2 separate regions of the Mus musculus genome follow, and region 1 is linked to region 2. A link is a contact called in public Micro-C data. All regions are on one chromosome and are shown on one strand. Each heading gives the region's core, a stretch centred on a gene start, on an enhancer-like site or on the middle of the called end of the contact. The rest is flanking DNA. Distances are from core to core; before and after follow the strand shown.

Region 1 (5,441 bases), core at 1,839-4,338, 180 kb after region 2:
GACCCCTAAACAAAGAATTCTCACCTGAAGAATATCGAATGGCTTAGAAGCACCTGAAAAAATGTTCAGCATCCTTAATCATCAGGGAAATGCAAATCAAAACAACCTTGAGATTCCACCTGACACCAGTCAGAATGGCTAAGATCAAAAATTCAGGCGACAGCAGATGCTGGTGAGGATTGTGGAGAAAGAGGAACACTCCTCCATTGTTGGTGGGATTGCAATCTTGTGCAACCACTCTGGAAGTCAGTCTGGAGGTTCCTCAGAAAGTTGAACATAGTACTACTGGAGGATCCCGCAATATCTCTCCTGGGCATATACCCAGAAGATGCTCCAACTGGTAAGAAGAACACATGCTCCACTATGTTCATAGCAGCCTTATTTATAATAGCTAGAAGCTGGTTTATTTTTTTTTTATTTCTGCATAAAACAGAGTTGTGATTCTGCCATCCACCGTCCCTTTACTCAGCTGAAATTATCAGCCTGCTGCCATCTCATCTTCTCTGGGTTTTTCCTTTTTTCTTCTCCCTCTCCTTCCCCCCTGAACTCCCCCCCCCCACCTTTCTAGTGTTTAATAAAGAAAAACCCTAGACATCATACCATGTAGCTCATTTCCGATAGAAATTTCCTGAAGACCACAAGAGAGAATAGGCTGGGAAAGTGATTTCTTAAGATTGTGTTATTCACAAAAATAGGGGCTTTTTGTTACTGAGACAGGGAGAAATGTAACATGTCTAAAACATGTACATGATACTGTGGGTGTGGAGTTTTGGTCACCTTTCTCCAGGGCACTCTCCCAAAGGCTTTGGGGAGGGAGTCTCTGGAGACTTATAAATCTTTACTAGGAAAATAAAAACAAAATCTTTGAAATCGCAGATATTTGTAAGCCCACAAAGAGGCAAATATCTTTCTGAGAGCATTGTTTATGACTTTAAAGGCTATCAATGTGTAAAGTTTGAGGGAATCTTTCAGCACAAGCACCCCTCACCTATCCGTCCCTCTCCTAACCTGAGGGGCTGCTTATTGTAACCTGAAATCAGTCTGGATCCAGGACGCAAGAGAGAAAAGCACAATGCACGGTTGTTTTAGTGTTTGCAACTTCTCAGATTTATGGAGTATCAACTTATTTAGAAGTTTGGTTATTTTCCATTAGCAAATATCATCCAACTAAATTTGAGCAGAGCACCCTCTGAATAAGTCAAATAGACAAGGGCTCTAAATGAGGAAATTAATTATAGCCAGTGTCCCAGGGAAAAGAACCCCTCTGTGGCACAGAGAAATGTAATTAATGGGAGGGAAGTGCCAACAAATCACTCCTTAAAATATTAACGCTATCAAAGAACAGCTGGAGAAGGAGGAAACTTGACCCTTGGGGGACTGATGGAGGGGCCGTGGCTGCTGTACAGTTTCACACAGTTGTGATGTAATGAAATTCCTCAAATCGTAACTTAAAAAAAAAAAGATATTAAGTAGTGTGGCTCTGGAAAAGTTATTAAGCGTTAGTGTGTCTTCGAGTTTGATTATTTTATTATGATCCTTGTAGCTCATATTTGCTGTGGTTTTAAATCTTTTTCTCTTTATTTTCCTGAAAACAAAACCAACCTCCCTGCTGCCCCTAAAAAACTGGTTTGGTTTTTTGTTGTTTTTTGTTTGTTTGTTTGTTTGTTTTAAGCAGCCTGAAAGCCCGGTGACAGCATTTTTTTTCCTATATAAATAAAAATCCATTAACCACGAAATTTCTACTCCACATGCTTCAATTAAATTCTTAGTTAAGGAAATTTGTTTGCCTAAATGTAATTTGGCTTTACTTAACAGTTTGATAACTTATTATTGCCCCCCAAACATTTATTGTGGAGCAATGCAGTTATAATTTTACACAGTCCTACTCAGTAGTGGCGTGTTGGGTATTTATTTTTATATTTAAATAACAATCTCAATATTTAAGACCTGAAGCTAGGAGTGGTTCTTTACCCGGGATGGAATTTAATTTAGATACTTAAAAATAAACCGTTTTATTCAGCACCGAAGTTTTTCTAGAAGCCTCTGGGACCGTGGGCAAGCTGCGGGTGTAATAAATACTTCTGACCGCGTATACTTGTGTTGGCGGTGCTCTGACAAGTTCTTCCATTTGTTTCAGGAGACTTGCTAATATCTAAATCGGTGACAGGGTGTTCAAAGCGTTTGACAAACCGTGTGGCTGAGACGAACGTCCTCACACGTACCGAACCAATAAACCCCGGAGAGGAAACACAGGTTGCAATAAAAATAAAGTCTTGAGGTTAGCACCGGTTTCACGTAACTCTGGCTTCACAAGGCTCTCCCTCGGCTAGAGGAGCCATGCCCTGCAAACAGCCCACAGGGGACACATCATTTAAATAAATGTGTTTCTTTGCCCGAACAGAAGTTCAGATAGGCTCGATTATCATTAATTCTGCTCTTTTATTTCCTTTGCGGGCGCGGAACACCGAAATCCTGGCCTTTGAAGTGAGGCTGGCGGGGCTGACCCGGGTCCTCCCCGGCGCCGGCTCAGCGGTGCGGGAAGGAGGCGCCTGAGCGTGAACTCGTGGAAGCTGGAAAGGAGGGGTGAAGGGGTGGGAGTGAGGTGCAAATGTTGGTGACCCTAAAAATCAGGTTATCGGAATCGAACGAATCCTCAGAATCGGCGGCCCAGGGACAAACTGAGTCTGTGCACAAGCCGACAGAACAGTTAGGGGACTTCAGACGCCACGCTCGTTTTTTAAAAGAAACCCGTGGAACTCAAGCGCGGCGCAAGTCCCCTCGTGAGCTGGCAGGCGTGGACGGAAGCGGGACCGTAGTCTTCCTCATCCTTCTGCAGGTTTTCCCCTGGCTATGTGACAGCTAGGTGGCAGGCTCGGCCTGGTCCCCTCGGGGTCACCGCCAAGGCCCGGGGTAGCGCCGTGGGTGGGGGCGGAGGGGAGACGCGCGTGAACCTGCGGGCGTGCGGACCGCATCGCGGTGCACCCGCTGTGATTAGCTCGCGCGGCGACCCCGGAGGGCGGACTTTCCTCACCCTCGAGTCTCCTCCTCCCTCTGCCTTTTTAAGGGACGCCCTCCAGGCAGAGCTGTCAGCCACCCCAGGCCCTCTGCACTTGGCCGCGACTGGGCTGTCTCCCGCCTGCGTGACAGTCAGGGGCGGGAGCGGAATTAGCCGTTGGTCCCCGAGACCTGCACGTGGAGAGCCAAGCTCAGTTCCCGGCTCTGCCGGGTACCGGGCGACAGCCCACGATTGGGACATTGCCCGGCCCTGGAGTTGGTCGTTCAGGGCTCGACGGCCCGCAAGAATAGCGGCCTGGCCCCGGGTGCTCCTAGCGCGATGAGCCTGGCTAAAGGCGGCCGCTGCTTCAGTCGCAGCCTACGCGGTGGCCTCCCGCGATCCCTGGTCCCCTCACCCTCGCGCACCATGCTGTCCTCCGGCCAGCGGAGCCCGCAGAGCAGCCCACGCCTCCTGCCCAGCCGCTGCTAACCCACGAGAACGCGTTCTTGACCGGGAGGTCAACCGGCCGCGTGGTGCCTCGGGGAGGCGGAACCTTGGTCCCCCGGAGCTCCGGCTCCGCCCTCGGATTCTCCAGCTGCCACCGGGCGCGGGGCGGCGATGGGGGCGCTGCTGGCGTTCTGTCTGCTCGTGGGCTTGCTACGTTGGGGCCCGGCGGGCGCGCAGCAGCCTGGGGAATACTGCCACGGCTGGGTGGACGCGCAGGGCAACTATCACGAGGGGTTCCAGTGCCCCGAGGACTTCGACACGCAGGACGCCACCATCTGCTGCGGCTCGTGTGCGCTGCGCTACTGCTGCGCGGCAGCCGACGCCAGGTTGGAGCAGGGGGGCTGCACCAACGACCGCGGAGAGCTGGAGCATCCTGGCATCACCGCGCGTAAGTGCGGCATCCCTGGGCGGACATGGCTCGCCCACCCGACACAGGCACGCCTTACTAGCTCGGGCCACAAAGTGGACCACCTCTGGGTCTGGGGATTGAAGAAAAAGAGGGTGATCGTATTTCAGGTCAGGGGTCCTATCGCTTTGCAGTTTGGGTCCCGGCTGCACGTGATGCCCATGGTTCGGCCCTAGGGAAAGTTTGCAAGGGTTCGCAGGAACTGCTGGTCTGGCGGGAACCTGGTGCTTCTAGGGTAGACAGCTGGAGCTAGGTTGGGTTTCCTGGGCGCTCTGGTCAAGTGGGGGAACTCCGGAAGTGCGGGTGCCAGGGAACTCGACTCTGATCACCCCCTTATTTTCTTTTGTCGAGTAGTAGCATTTCGTCACTCTTCCAACTTCCTTACAATTCTCTGCATCCAATTACCCTCTCTAGTCCACCCCCTATTGTCACGCTTTTCAGAAACACCCAAGTCTTTGGAGGTGAGGATTTAAAATTCCGGGTCACAGGGATTTCTCAGGCCCCCTATTCTCACGTCGGAAAACACGGGTCAAATTTCCGCTCACTTGTCCACTTGCTCACTTAAGAGGTGAATAAATCAGGACCCCAGCTGAGGAAATTTACACCTTGAAAAAAAAGTTTTCCACTTGAGTTGGAACATCAGGGAAACCTTTTAAGGCTCAAGGCGAAGGTTTTACTGCCAGGAAACCCGAGAAGTGTGTGGAGCTGAGAGCCTGTGTCTCCCCAGGACTGGGAGGTGGCAGTGTGGGGCCTGCACACTCTGATCCCCAGAAAGACAGGGAGAGAGAAGCAGGTCCTGTCGTCCAAATGATAACTGAGAGGAGGGAGGGGTCAGCATCAAACAGGGTTTTCCTCTGGGGTTTAATTTTGGCGGGGAGGGGAGAGTGTTAAAAAGCCCACTTCTGAGGACCTGGGAAGTAGTTTCTAGACTACATAGCAGAAAGCAGGAACTCAGGGCTATCTTAGCATGTTAGAAAAACCAAACTTCTCTGCTTCTCTAGGCAATGCTAAGCCTGCCTCCTGAGTCGGGAGGGGGGTTGTTCTCCAAAACAGAGACTAGAGGATTGGAGCATTCTCCCCACTTACTGAGTCTGAGATCAGGCCAAACCAGATGGATAGTGCTCTGCCTCCTGCCAGCACTTTAACCTCTGGTGACTTAACTACGCTGGGCCATTTTTCGAATTTAAAACGGGCATATTGCCATCAAAGAGTCAGTTTATTGATGACAGTAGCATACAGCTGTTTGACTCCAGTGCACAGGGAGTGCAGGCCAACTTCACCTGGCCTTCTATACCACTGGTACTCACACAGAGACGGAGACAGGGGGGTGGGGGGTGTAAGGGATGCCGAAGAGCTCACAGTTAGCAGCCCATGGGTAGCTGCTACCTGTCCTACCCTGGCTGAGTCTTTAGAAAATATATGTATTTATATCTGGATAAGAGGGAGTTGCTATCTCTCAAGGCCTCTGTGATAAAAGTTCAACCTGATACAGAAAATCAGGCTCGAGAGCCTTAGTAAACCCACGTGTCCAGT
Region 2 (6,070 bases), core at 3,505-6,004:
AGAAACGGACAAAAGTTCTGTCCCTGGGAATGCAACCCGATGGCTGCTGGCCCTGGAGTCTTCACTGAGTTTTCATTTTTTTTTTAACTGTTTTTTTTTTTTTTTAAATCTCTCGTCATAGAGCGTCTCACATTCAGGAAACATAAAGTCAACCATCTACAAACAGACTTTTAAAGGCTGCCTATCCCTAACGTCTCACAATGTTAATAAATCCCAATTCCAACGCCCTCTGGATGACCACTTAGCATGCTTTACAGCTCGGCCTACTGGGAGATAAGAGCAGGCTGTGAACTGTGCCCACCCTGACTCTAAAGGCCTAAACTCACGGTGATGATTATTTTTTTTAATTAAGATTTCCATTTCTTGAGATCTTTCTGCACTTGTGGTTTTAATCCATCCTCAAGCTGTGCCCGGGAGGAGGATGGGAGGCAGGCTATCGCACACACTGCCTCTTCTCGTCTCTAACGGCCTTCTTTGTAGGGAAAGCTGTGCACAGACTGTGCCCATCACGGCCGATCCCTCAGAGAATTCCGCCTCTGCGAGGGAGATCACAGCACTGAAGATTAGTGGTAACCTTTTGATTTTAGCTCAGCCAAGGGTAAAATACATTAATATTAAAAATGTAGAAGCAGGAAAAATTTTTTTAGTGACCTATTCTGTAGCCACATCTATCAAAGGACTTCCAACTAGTTCAAAATAGAGGGTTCCCTTAAAATGTAACCTCTTTTTAGGAGGACTTTACGGCATGGTACAGGAGACATAAGTTAGAAAATTAGATTGTCTTGGAAAACATGACCAGCATCTTAAATCAATGAAGGATGCCTTAAAAAAGACCAATTTTTTTTTCCATAATGGCAAACATCAACACAGCAAAACAGAATGCAATTTTTCTAAATAAATAAATCAATGATGTGTCAAAAATTAACAGATGAGTTAATATTCTCGGAGCCACCAAAAGCAGGTGGTGCTTCCTAATATGCATCCTGCTCAGTCAATCCCTGAATATTTTCTGGACCATCGGTATATAAAATAGGATGCTGCTATTTGTGATGGCAAACAAAAGCAATCATGCCTGCCAAGCACATAGTATAACAGGCAGCATTTCAGCTCTGCTAGACAGAAAGTAATTAGAATGCTTTTAATGTCCAAAAGAATGATGCTGATAGGCTGCCACAGATGTGTAGATTTATGAATATTTATATGGTGGTTTATGGCTGACACTTTTATCAGTTGAAGAAGATAAAATATCTGCCTGACTCAAAAGCTTGACAGTCAGGTTAATAAAATCTCATTAAAGAGAATGACCTATGCAATTATATAGGATTTATTGTAATTCATTTTTGATTGTACTCTGCTTAAAGATGCAATTTCCCATTTCCTGATGCCAAATTTAGGCTGCGTATCAAGATCTACGTGGGTTTTAACTCTAAGCCTCCCACAGAGGAAAAATATGCTTTTTAAACCATGGTGTATTACCCCTTTTAAGGAAAATTATACTCTTCATGAGACTTTATAAGAATGTTGAAAAAAATCTATTTTTAATCACATATTTCTTCTCCCAATGGCTTGTAGCATTTAATGGCAAATAAGACTCACTCCAACCCTTTCATCTTTTCAGCATATTTACCCTGGACAGTCAGTCATCTCCTCTACGCAGAGCTCATTTACCACAATGCTGTTTGACTATTTCCAGCTGACAAGGTGGCCTGAACACTCAGCACAATTACTCTGCTGAGAGAGAAGGCAACAGGCAGAGCCCCACCTGCCCCACCCCCAGGCGGTTAAAAGGCCCAGTCGAGCAGAGAAGCTCATTGGCTCAAAGTGGCACCATTAGTTCCTCAAAGAACCAATCAGCTCTTCAGGTGGCTGTCCCTCTGATGGCTACTCACATGGCTGTGCCTGTTGAGAGATGGTCTGCTCATTAGTGATTAATATTACCTTAGTTCTGTGGCTTCCCCCTCTACATCCAGAACATTCTCCAGGACACAGGGAAGAAACCTACTGTCCAGTTCCCATCTTTCCAACAAACACCACTAGGTGGGCATCCAGAGCCCCATACACACACAAGAAAAGCCCCAACCAGAACAGCCTTGAGAAAACTGGTAATAAGTTTGAAGGCAAAAAAAAAAAAAAAAAAAAAAAGAAGAAGAAGGAGCCGTCCTATCCTTAGATTCAGCAACAATGGCTTCTAACTTGTGACAGAGACAAACCAAAATAGGAAATTGGGAAAAAATACCCAGGGGAGGAGAAAACAGACCCCCAAAAATTCCAAATGAAGGAAAGACGGCAGAGTAACTTCCAGAACAAGAGCAGCCATGGGAAGAATGGTGAGAAACTGAGGCTGAGAGAAATAACCCGGTGAGTGTCAGGGAAGAGCAACCTCCGGATGCAAATAGTAAGGAGGGGTAGGACCATAGTATTCTGGAGAAAGTCAAAGACTGAACCGCAATAGCTTGAAGGAAGTGCTTTATCAAGGGCTGAACCAAGAAGGTAAAGGGTTGGTCCCCAAAGAGTTGGCTGGAACCAACATTATACAAGAGTGCAAAATATGGGAAAAGGGAAAAGGACTCACACTACTGGAAAGCAACATACAAAAGCAAAAAAAAAAAAAAACCAAAAAAAAACAAAAAACAAAAAAAAAAACACAAAACGCCAAGCAGGGGTAACAGACACAGCCAAGAAGTAGCAGGGGAGCCCCCAAAACAAGTTCCAAGCAAGACCCTGTTTCAAAACCAAAAGCCAACGGAACATGAAAGCAGAGAAGAGCCCAACAATGAATATAAAAACACAACACAATGGGATATGAGGGCAAAGGCAACAGAGGAAAAAAAACATCCCAGAAATAGTAAGGAAGCCCACGTAAGAACTCCAATTCAGAATCGCTAACATCTCCAAATCATTGGGGAGACGACAGAAACAAGGCTTCACTATAACCTGTAATTAGATTTTCTTTCTCCAAACCAATCCTTCACATGTCAAAATATTGACAAACAGCAGAGCTCTTAGCATAGGCATCTATAACTCCTTCAGAGACAATGCCCATCTATTGTCACTAGGAAGAAAAAAAAAATCCAACACAAAGTCTTAGATTCGCTGACAATCTGAATCTAGGAGGCTCTTAAGTGCCCTGAAAGGCCTGAGCAGGTTCTGATGAGCCCATAAACGTGGCTGTGTGTCCTTCCCTCAGGAGCTGAGACTGGGTGCAGGCCTTGCTCAGTGCTCGCTCACATTCCCTAGAGGAGATAAAATCTCGACCTCTGGGTAGGTGATCCCATGGAGACTCATTGACATAGAAACCAGGGTCTCAAGGACAGGGTGGGTGGGGATTTTAACTCTGCTCTGTGGATGCTCCTGTGCAGCGACCCCTTGCCCACGCCAAAAAATCTTCACTCCCCACCCCACAACCCAGAGCAGCAGAACCGCGGATAAAGCTAGGGGGACTGTGCGCCATGGACACCGGAGCGCACAGAGAACAAGAAACCCAGAGACCCCAGGAGGAGCCCAAGTGGTCCAGGTCTGCCCTACTGGGGCCGGGATCTTCAAAGGTCAGCTCCCCCCACTCCCCCAGGCAAAGAACCTCCGAGAAGGACAAGTAGACCTCGGGCGGGCGGGCAGGCGGGAAAGGGAAGTGTGGCGTGGGGGAAAAAGTGAAGTGGCCGGGAATAAAATGGGCGTCTCCTCGGAGTGGCCTCAGCCCGCTGTCCCGGGGCCTGTCCCCTCCCCAGCTCCCCGCCCAGGGCCTGCTCTCTTCACAGGCTCTCCCGCTGCCCTCCCGGGTGCTCGCCAGGAGCCCGCACCCCACAGCCACCTGTTAAGGCGCGCGCGCCGTCGGAAGCTCGGGTCACCGCGGCGCCCCGGAATCTTCCAGAAGTTACTACTGCCCGAGCGTAGCACGCTCCCGAGGCCCACGGGGACCACGGGGACAGCGCGCACAGCCTCTCCGGACCCCCCGATTCCCACGCCCTCCCCCCCTCCACGCCACCTTCGGAGCTCCGCAAAGTTGCGGCCCGGGAGTCTGTACCTGCACTGAGCTCCAGGCTGGCGCCGTCGCTACCCGCGCCGCTGCTGCAAGCGCCGGTCGCCGGGCCAGGGCCGTACCTGACGACGGCGGCGAAGGACGACGACGACGAGGCGGCGGGGGCCGCGAGCGGCGGAGGCGGCGGCGGCGGTGGCGCCGGAGTCCTGGGATGGCCCGGGGGCGCGGCGGGTGTGCAGGACGGCGACGACGACGAGGCGGCGGCGGCGGCGGGGGCCCGGCCTGACCCGGCCGGGTAGGACGGCTGCGTCGGGAACGGCGGCGGCTCGCTGCTGCTGATGGGCACGGCGGCGAGCGAGGCGAAGGGCGGCGGCGGCGGCGGCGGCGGCAGCGGGGACGGCCGCGCGGGCGACAGCTCGAGCAGAGAGGGTCTGTCGTAGCGCTTGGCCAGCGCCGGCCGCCGGCTGGGGAACGTCTTGAGGACGCTGTAGGGGCCGCGCTGCTTGTAGATGCGGGGCGCGCTGGGCCCCTCCTCCGCCGCCTGCATCTCGGGCTCCATGCCGAGTCTGAGGCCCTGCCCGCCCCGCGCGCGGCTCCGGAGGTGGCTCGGCCGCCCGGCCGCCTGCTCTACCCCGGCGCGCGCCGGCGGGAAGGCGTGTGTCTGCGCCGTGGCCGCCGCCGCCGCCGCTGCCTGTCGCCGAGCCTGGCATCTCCGAGCCCCCGCGCGGGGGGCTGCCGCCCAGCGCTGATTGACAGCCCGCCTCGCCAATGCCTGGAGGGAGAAAGGAGGTAAGGAGCAAGTGTTTAGGGTAATATCTGCTAATGATGATGGGGGCGGGGCGGGGCCTGGGCCCGGGCGGCCCGCGCGATCGGCGCTTCGGACAGGGTCGTGGGGGGAGGTGGGGAGGGGGAGCCCGTGGCCCGAGGGGACCCGGTGGGGGAACGGAACCTGGAGGGCGTCCCGGTGGGGACAGGTGGAAGAGGTGGCGTCCCGGCTCTCTCGGCTGTGGACGTGAGGCGGCAGCGGTTGTCCGCAGGGTCCGAGCTTTGGAAAGGAGTTCCCGGCGCCCTCCTGCGTGACCTCCCAACTCTCGGAGTGCACGAAGGGGGTGGTACCTAGAAGTTAGGGCGGGGTCGCCAGAGTGCAAGGGTGGGACAGCAAGTTCTTCTAGAAGGAAGCTACACCTCCCTCCCCCCGCCCCCCTCCCGAAAAAGAACATCTCGAAGGACTTGGCACAGGCCGCTGGGAGGTTTGTCCTGCCTTAGGGTCTTGCTGTCCCAGGTCTGGCGGCCGAACCAGAAAGCACTCAGGGCCTAGTGCTTCCATACTGTTTCGCTTGTTCTCCATAGGGAGCTGGGCGAGAGAGCACAGAGGCGCCATCATTTCTTTCCATTCTACAGATTTGAAAACTGAGGCTCTGAAAGACCAGATTTGAAAACTGAGGCTCTGAAAGACTAAAGGGAAATATGCAAATTCACGCAGAGGAGTTTGTGAGTGAATTGCACGGTTACATATAGGTCTTCAGAATGTAAAATAGCTGGTAGACAGTGCAATTCAAGGGAACAAAATGATCCCACGGTTCCCTTTGGGATGGTGACTGCTTTGAACATTATTATATTATCTATGCATATACGTTGCAAGACCAAAGTGGCCTGGGATCACCCTTTCCTTGCGTTGCTCATACTACCCGGCACCACCGGGCTAAGGATTCAGTGATGAAGATCTCAGTAATTTGCCGAAGCTGCCCCGTAAGGTTCTTCAAACACAAGGAAGGGTTCCGGCCTCTGCCAGTCACTCCTTCCTGTCTCAAAGGGAGCATCCTCTAGTTAGGCCTACCCCAATCCCTGCATCCCCTCTTCCCAAGCTTGGGTTTCAACCTCGTTCATCATTATCCAGGTCCTTGATGAATGAAGCTCATCTCTCCAATCTGGAGTTGCTTTTTTATTCAGAGCTATCCTTCAGTCTTGGGAAAGTGACCCATTTTCTCCTGGGGGCCAGGACTTTGGCCTCTCATTTTCCAGATCTCTCCCATTGGAAGAGTTCCTCTCCCTTGCTGTTTCCAGAGTCTCTGCTCACCCACTCTGGACTGTCTT

What was found. A called contact is a pair of places that touch in the nucleus more often than the background predicts.
Region 1: a Micro-C map of embryonic stem cells shows a contact between it and region 2, with 2.3 times the contacts expected there. The contact joins the promoter of Shisa3 here to the promoter of Bend4 in region 2. A contact is called at or near these places in 7 of 39 promoter capture datasets (cranial neural crest, embryonic stem cells, hippocampal neurons and 3 more), 5 of 484 Hi-C or Micro-C datasets (B cells, embryonic stem cells and hematopoietic stem and progenitor cells), 1 of 115 datasets of contacts at active chromatin or transcription factors (memory CD8 T cells) and 1 of 9 other capture datasets (adipose tissue).

What each region holds. Positions count from the first base shown.
Region 1 is chr5:67,604,795-67,610,235 of GRCm38.p6, forward strand. It overlaps Shisa3 (shisa family member 3), which reads left to right and starts at 3,089. Exons shown (of 2, transcript NM_001033415.3): 1 at 3,089-3,890. The coding sequence starts at 3,614.
Region 2 is chr5:67,423,045-67,429,114 of GRCm38.p6, forward strand. Bend4 (BEN domain containing 4) reads right to left here and starts at 4,755. Exons shown (of 5, transcript NM_001164806.1): 1 at 4,022-4,755. The coding sequence starts at 4,535.